Linked DNA regions of Gossypium hirsutum: region 1 is linked to region 2. A link is a contact called in public Hi-C data. All regions are on one chromosome and are shown on one strand. The core of a region is the stretch at or near the end of the contact, and the rest is flanking DNA. Distances in the headings are between cores, read along the strand shown.

Region 1 (4,189 bases), core at 1,690-4,189, 440 kb before region 2:
AAAAAGAGGGATTTTAGTTGTAAGATATCTAATGAAACCGTTGTTCGAATTGATATCTCATTTAAAGAGAAAGATATCAAATATCTGGAATTCTTTTTGTATATTATATAGATTACTTGATCGGTTAGGACCATGATTGGGAAGTTCTTGTAATAGCTAATAGGTATTAATCTACCATATCGATCCTCGTTTGGAGCTCGTTACCCTGAGTTTTTTTAAAAGTAATAATCAAATCATTTAAATAAAACTTTTGAATAATTTAGTGACTTAAATGAAAATTTTTAAATAATTCTATAATTATTTTATAATTTTTTAAAATTAAGTAATTAAAACGTAAATTTAATGAATTAAAATGTAGTTGACCAAAATATAATTCAAGAATCAATTAAAGTTGAATTAAAACCCAGACTCTTTTTAATAAGAAATATGAATAAAAAATTGTGTTTAAATACGGATCCGATCATATAAAAACACGTTCTTAGAAACTTGTGAAGGGATAAAGTGTTGGCTTTTACAAAAAGGTGGTCCGCCACTGGTTATGGTTGTTGAGCCAGGGTTCATCCTCAAGGCTGGCTGATGGGGCCGGGGCTCTGGCTGCCATGAATTCACCAAAGGGTGGGGTGGGGTGGCTAGGCCAGGGCTAGACTACACCATTGTCTCCTATCAATGGGGCGAGGCTTGGATTTGGTTCCATAAACCAACCACACATTTTCGATTGTTTAAGTTTATTTCAAGACAAGATCACAGAAATTATTGGGATTTTAAGATTTTTCTTTTTCATTTTTTTACATTGTTTGTATTTGTAGATGTCAATTTGAACTTTTGTTTTAGGTCTTGTGGTAAGTATTCGAAATTGAAATTTTAAATTATGCATTATTTAAATAATGGCATCATTTTTCGGTTTCTTTTTTTTAAAAACTATAATTATAGGGTGTGCTTCATATTTTTAAGAGGTTTTGTAGTTATTTAAGAAGACGACGACTTATCAAAGAAGATTTTTTCCCTAATCGAAGGCTTTTTATATAAATATTTGTTTATTTAATTTTCTCTATTTTACTTGTTCGTTATTTATACAAGTCGAACCCCAACAATAACATCTGTCTTAGCATAATTTTAGGGGCATGGATGATAGTTTGTGTTTTTAAAATTTGAATTAAATAAATGTTTTGTTTATTTAAATAAAAATGGATAATATAATAAATTATTCATTAAATTCTGTTGATATATTTAAATTAGATTCTAGTAGTTAATTCTTTTTAACAAATATATACTTAAAAATAAATAATATGAAAAACAAATGAGATTTTAGTTTGAATGATAAAATTGAGACTTTGAAGATTGTGATGTACTTAAGATTAAGTTCCATTATGTGTGGGTATTCTAGTTTGAATTAACTCTTATTGATTTTATATAAAAATGTATAAAAAATCTTGTTAATGTAAGTTATTCTCCAATTAAGGGTGTGTTTGATAAACTGAAAAAATTAAGTATTGAAATTTTATTGTTAAATTTTATAAGTCCTAAATTTATATTAGAATTTTTTTTGGTAAACTAGTAAATATAAGTACCGAATATAATTATATTGTTTGATAAAAGTGAAAAATTATTTAATTTTTAATTTTAAACTCATTAATATAATATATGATATTATTTTGGATAAAATATAAATATGGTAATTTAAATATCTCAATTTTTTAAATAAAATAAAATAAAATCTAACTTAATATTTTCTAATAGGTAGCTACCTCCCTATTAAGTATAAAAAAATTAGAATGATTATCAAACACATTTAAAATATTAAATATTGAAAATTTTTAATGCTTTAACAAATACACCTTAAATTGATGTTCAATTGACTTATAACATTACCTCAATCAAACATTTAAAAGATAATATAGATAAATAAATCATTATATTACACTTAATTAAGCTTTCAACTTTAAATAGAATCCAAATAAACCTTTTAATTTTTTAACTTTTATCTAAGTAATCCCTTAAATTCATCTTTATTTTATTCTTAAATAAAAACCAATATTTTGTTTAAAAATAAAGCTAAATTAAATCAAAATACTAAGGGTTTATTTGGGTACAACAAAAGTATAAGGAGATTATTTAACAAAGTAATTTTAATTTATGGATTTATAAAAATATAAACAAGAAAACTAAAATTTTGTGTCCTTTCGCATTAAGGCCTAAGCATCGCTTTTAGACGTAAAAGCAAGGTCAAACAACCAGGTTTTTTTTTTTTAATCTAAATTGGATGTAGAGGTGTTTTTGAGTTGGATGAAAGTTCGAATCTTAAGAAAATTTTCTATTCCAAATTTAAGCTTAAGTTGTTAGGTCTATTTAAGAGTGTTTAAATAACGGTTAAAATTAAATTAATCTATTAAACTGATCTAATTTAGTTAATCGATCTAATTCGATCGAAGGTCCGTTAATATTTGTTAGGACGGTCGGTAATCGGTTAATTCGATTTAAAATCAAGTAATTAACTTAATTAACTAAACTTCATAATTAATAATACAAATTATATTTAATTTTAATTCGGTCAAATGAAGATAATTTATTTTTATATGTTTGATATTTTTTTAACCAACCGATCAAAACCATATAAATTTCAATTCGATTAATGGTTAAAAAATTAAAAAATTTACAGATAATACACTTTAATACGTTCGAATTTATGTGCTCTTATATTGGATACAATATTAATACCGATCCAGATAAAACTTAATCTGCATAAATTAATTTATGTGTATTATCAATTGATTTACATAATTTTAAAAAACCATATCCAAATCTAAAACAGTCGAAATAATAAATACTAGCTAAGTGATATTTTGAGAAAAGAGATTTTCTTCTATTTTAATAAATTTGAAAAATGAATTTAGGGAAGGAGGAAAACATTGATTTGAAAGCTTTTTTTTTTTTCAAAGAAGATGTCCCATCACATACTGATCCGATTGGAAGAATTATTATCAACACTTGATTGATTCATTCCCACGTGTTTTAACATCATATTTTTAACTCTTAAAAAATGGTCAGTGTGAGTGATAAGACTGACATATCATCTCCATTGCAACAATTAATCAAAAACTCATCCAAAATAATACTATTATTATTATTATTCTAAACCCTAAAAGAAAAAAAACTGTGGATCTGCTTTTAAGTAACTGAAAAGTGAGAGAGAGACACAGCACTTTGACTGTCTGATCTCGGAGAAAGCTGGTGGTTGAGGTGGTCGCGCAGGTTGTTGGAACGCCGGCTCTGACGGTGGTTGAAGGGTGGCTTAGGGGCTTGCAATGACCTAGCCATCTCATGATTCCCACTGATAAAAAAATTAAAAGGAAGAAGAAAAGTTGGCATTTTTTTTACCATTTATAACAATTTCTTTCACTGCTATATATATATATTCCTATTGGTTTGACGTATTGCTTATACTGTGGGCCGTGTGGGGATGTATCTGAGCTGTTTCTGTTTTGGGTTGATTGATTTGAACCGGTGGGCTTAGAACTGGTTTCCACATTTCTTTATTCTCAAGCTTTTATCTTTTTGGGTTGATGATTCAGGTAAAAGGAGATTCGTTTATGTGTACTTTTATGTCATTATTGGTGTTTTGATCTTTGGGTTTCAGTTCTCTCTGTTTTCTGGGTGCTATTGTTACCAAAGTTGCAAAATTTTGATCTATGGAGTTTGATTTGATAGAAATTTGCTTTTAGTTGAGCTGAGATATAAAATAATGCAGAAAATTTTATCTTTTTGGTTTTCTCTTGTTATATATACGCAGTTGATTATATAGAGATTGGCCTTGGTATGCTTATAAAAGATGTTACTGAAGATTATGATGCGAGAGTTGAAGGAAATGAAAGATGGGATTGGGAACATATCAAAGAGAGGTGGAGAAAGCAAGCTTTGGCGAAGCCGGACACGTTCCCATGTCGTTCCGGACCAGCCACAGGAATGTGCCGAGCAAAGCCCTTGGTCGAATCTGCCCCTGGAATTACTCTTAGATATCATCCACAGAGTGGAAGAGAGTGAAACAGCTTGGCCTGCTCGAGCTGCTGTTGTTTTTTGTGCTGCAGTTTGTAGGTCTTGGAGGGAAATTACAAAGGAGATTGTGAAGACTCCCGAGCAATGTGGGAGGCTCACATTTCCAATCTCACTGAAGCAGGTTATACACTTTTCCTAT
Region 2 (4,113 bases), core at 642-3,141:
TATTACTTGTTTTAACAAATGGGGCGAATTCAGACATTGACAAAATTGATCTTGGTCGGTGAAGACTGTTGCCTACCTTCTTTTAAAGTAGATGGTACAACTTATTGTTCATTTTTCTTCACAAAACTATACTTGAAGCCCATGGTCATTTGCCATACACTTTGAACCTGTAACATTTGACAGTTCTGTATACAACAAAAAGAACGATATGCCTATAAAATGAAAGCAAGAGAGAGAGGGAACATTGAAGAAGAAAAGAAACCATTTTCGGATTGAATTGGCAAGGGAGGTTGAAAGAAAATTTGCCATTCTTTTAAGTGGTTGTATGAAGCAATATGCTTCAATTTTCTTGAGGGTTGTCCTTGTTACCGAGTATTAATAAGTATAATTTCATAACCTTGTTGATTTTTCTTCTACTATCCTCTCATTTGAATACACTGTTTTAGTTTATAAACTTGTGGATTTCAGTCTTTTTTGCTTCACAGTTGAGATTCAAATATGAGAACTAGATGGAATATTAGAACCAATATTGCTCCACAAATTGAACGGGAAATGGATTAATGGCCCTCTTTTATCATCATGTGGCTGAGGCTCCAGACATATCCTTTTTTCTGGCATTTTATTGTCGCAGATGTCTTTTAATTGCACCAGACTTGTTTTTTCTCCACTGGAGTTTCACAACATTGTTTGTATTTCTTTACCATTTATTAACTTAATATATAATATCTTATTATCAAAATTTTCAAATTAAAATTTTTTAATTATTTTGATTTAATTTTTTTAATATAATAAATAAATTTACATATTTATATATTAATTAATCAAAATATTTAAATAAATATATAAATAATGTATAAATAATGTACCTATATTTTTGTAATTTTAACATTTTTAGTTATTTATTAAATTTTCAAATATGTTATAAGTTGCATTACCCGTAAATATTACTCTAATATCTTTAATGGTTATTTTAATTTATTATATTTCATTTTGTTACCACTGCAATGATTAAATCTAAACACGTCTCACTTTTGACTTTAATTTTATTGCTGTAATACCCTAAGTTTGTAGGAATTGATACTAAGGAATTGCTAGTATTAGAGATTAGAGACCATGCTTGACGGTAAAGCCTGGAAGGCGTCAACCACTAGTATCAACCCTCTAGTGCATTTACAATGACAGTGGCTTATCTCTAATGAAGGAAGAATTCCTAGTATCAATTTTGATTTACAAGGTTAAAATATAATACAAAAGAAGCAAAGCAAAGGAGTTGCCGATCAATGAAAGTGAACACAGAGTCAAGCACTCAAGAACAGAGGTCACGCTTAAAGGCAAAGCCTAAAAAGGCACCAACCACCAATATCAACCCTCTAGTGCATTTACAATGACAGTGGCTTGTCTCTAATGAAGGAAGAATTCCTAGTGTCAATTTTGATTTACAAGAGCAAAGGCCTCCATTAACGGTAATAAATGTAAGTCCAAACTTGTAGGGGTTAGGAGGCCCTCCCTCCTTGTCCTTCGCCATTTCCTCATTGTCACATTTTCCTTTCCACGGCAGTGTAGCTCCGTGTACGAGACCAAGTTTTGTGAATGTTTTGTTTAATTCGGGCAATAAGTTCCATCCAGCTAAACCATGTATATTGGGCCTTCTTTTTCGAGCACCAATGAGTCACTTTAATTTCTTCTCAATTTCCAATGGGCCTTGTCGTTTTTGTTTCCGTCAACAGACAGAAACTCACCTTTCCTTTACCCTTAATTTTTTAATTTCGTTTATCATAATCCTTTTTCCCTTTAATTAATGTCCGAGATTGCCTACTTCATCCATCAGGCTTGGTTCACACCGTTCCTTGTCGAAATATTAGAGGCCTAAGTGTCGGCAACTAGTGGTTTCTGTAGAACCCGTATATTTCATTGGCCCTCCTCGAGTGCCATCTGGGTCATGGACATTCATCAGAAACTACATTTCCTACACTCCACACCTGTCCATTAACATTTTCTACGTGTCTTAACATAACAAGAAAGAAGGTTTCTAGTATTGTCCTTTTAAGTAAACAATGTTCAATAATTTCACAACCCGAAAGAAGGTAGGCGGAAATGAAAGCCATCCGATCGGTTCGAGCTCAGCCACCAGCAGTTTTCACTCCATCTCTGCGAGCTTCTTTAAGTCATCATAAAAGTTCAGTGATCAGCTTCAGGCCAATCATCACAAGTTGTTCCAAGCAACCAGAAAGCATGGAGCAGAAAGACGAAAAGCCTGAACAAAAACCTGGGTTAGAATATATTAATTAAGATGTTGCTTCTCTTTTTCTTCCCATGTCTACTACTACTACTAGTGGTTTTGAAACTGTTTGTTTCATGTGTTAAGGGATGTCATGTCTGAGTCATTCGGAGAGGGATATGCTACGAGATCAGATGAAGAAGGATTTGGAGGAATTTATGGAGAGAACGAGAGTATATCTGACATAAAAAAAAACAAGGAGATTCATGGAAGTCACCCAGGTTAGTAGTAGAGTAGAATGGTTAGGTAGTAGTAAGTAAAACTTGTTTTAATTGAACTGTATTTGATTTGTGGGTGGGTGCAATGCATGAAGCTTATGACAAGACGCAGGGGAGTGAAGTGAAGGAGAAGGAGAAAGCCAGGAATCAAACTCACGCTTCCTCTTAACCCATGGATGGAAAACCCAACTATGTTCACAAGTACCCTCCTCCATTTTGTTTCATGTGCGCCTTACCTTGCATTAGTTTATTATCTTCAGTTTTTTACTGCAGTTCTATATATGTAAGGGTTATTACACGGCTTAAGCTGTTACCAAACTTTCTCCTAAACAAACATCTTTAGCTGTATCTGTGAAAGCCCTAAAGCCTTCCTCCATCACCCGTCTATTGTTTTTTTTGCTCTTTTTACGTTATAAATTAATGGTTAAATTTCAGCTCTATCCTTCTAATTTCCATGTTCCGCTCAAATTTTAGATTTTATTTTTATATTTTAATTTTGATATAATTTCACATACTAACTTCTAAATGAGCCCAGCTTTTCGATTTGATCGAGTTGAATTTTTTTCAAACTCAGACGTGGTTTTTCATTTTTTTAGAAAATGCTCCAATTTTAATTTTTTTGATTTAAATATTTAAATCAAAATATTAATATAAACTTTTTTAATAATACTATTCTAATAGAAAAATATATATTTCAATGATGATTTCGAATGGTTTTTTTACTAAAAATTAATTATTATTTTTCACATTATTTTTATTACTATATAATTAATTGTTTTTATGTTTTAAAATACCATATCAAAGAATTTAATCGAAAATTTTAATAGTGTTGATTTAGTCATCTTATTTTTATTTTTAAATTTAATTTTTTGATAACTCAACTTTTAATATAAACATTTCTTTTTAATTAAAATGTTTATGTACATGTATTTAAATACACAAGCTTTTACTTTTTTATTGAAATTTTACAATAATGAGATCTTTATATTATTCTTACATTATATTTTATATAATGGAATAGTTAACCTAGATATGTTATTATAATTAAAATGCTGACATGTATGTATTTTTATTTTTATTAATATTATATAATAATAATGAAATTTCAATTTTCTTTGGGAATTAATTTTTCATATAATTTAGTACTTTAATTTTTTAATGTATTTAACTTATTTTATTTTAACTGTGAATTTTTAAGAATAGTTAATATTATTATAACTATTTATTAAATTTAAGATCATAGCAATATTATTTTTTTATTATATAATTATCAAGTAATTATTATTCGATGATAAATTTAATAAAAGAATTTTAAATGTATTAACATTTAAATTTAAATGGAGAAAGTAAAAAAGGAAACCTTGCAAACGAAAGTACTGAAATTAAATAAAAAATAATGAAAAATATGAGAATCTAGAGTATATTTTGACTCTTAAATGGTTACTCTAATTTACGTGAAGCATGGCGGAAACCATAAAAGAATTAAAGGATACTTGATTGAACTCAAATTACATATGTACGTTATTTTACACATTGAAAGAAGAAAAGGCTTTGATCTGCAATGAAACGATCATGCTTGGTGACAAAAAATGTTTACCAATCATTGAACGAACGATT

What was found. Hi-C and Micro-C count contacts between places; a contact is called where the count stands out from the background.
Region 1: a Hi-C map of leaf shows a contact between it and region 2, with 1.9 times the contacts expected there. The contact joins the promoter of LOC107897628 here to the promoter of LOC107900238 in region 2. A contact is called at or near these places in 4 of 34 Hi-C or Micro-C datasets (callus and leaf).

The regions. Positions count from the first base shown.
Region 1 is chrA10:19,526,409-19,530,597 of Gossypium_hirsutum_v2.1, reverse strand. LOC107897628 (tubby-like F-box protein 2) reads left to right here and starts at 2,939. Exons shown (of 4, transcript XM_016823143.2): 1 at 2,939-4,171. The coding sequence starts at 3,827.
Region 2 is chrA10:19,089,086-19,093,198 of Gossypium_hirsutum_v2.1, reverse strand. LOC107900238 reads left to right here and starts at 1,891. Exons shown (of 3, transcript XM_016825925.2): 1 at 1,891-2,270; 2 at 2,366-2,499; 3 at 2,592-2,934. The coding sequence starts at 2,095. The coding sequence ends at 2,665. It overlaps LOC107900636 (splicing factor 3B subunit 4), which reads right to left. Exons shown (of 12, transcript XM_041078947.1): 12 at 4,054-4,113. LOC107900635 reads left to right here. Exons shown (of 2, transcript XM_041078948.1): 2 at 1-416.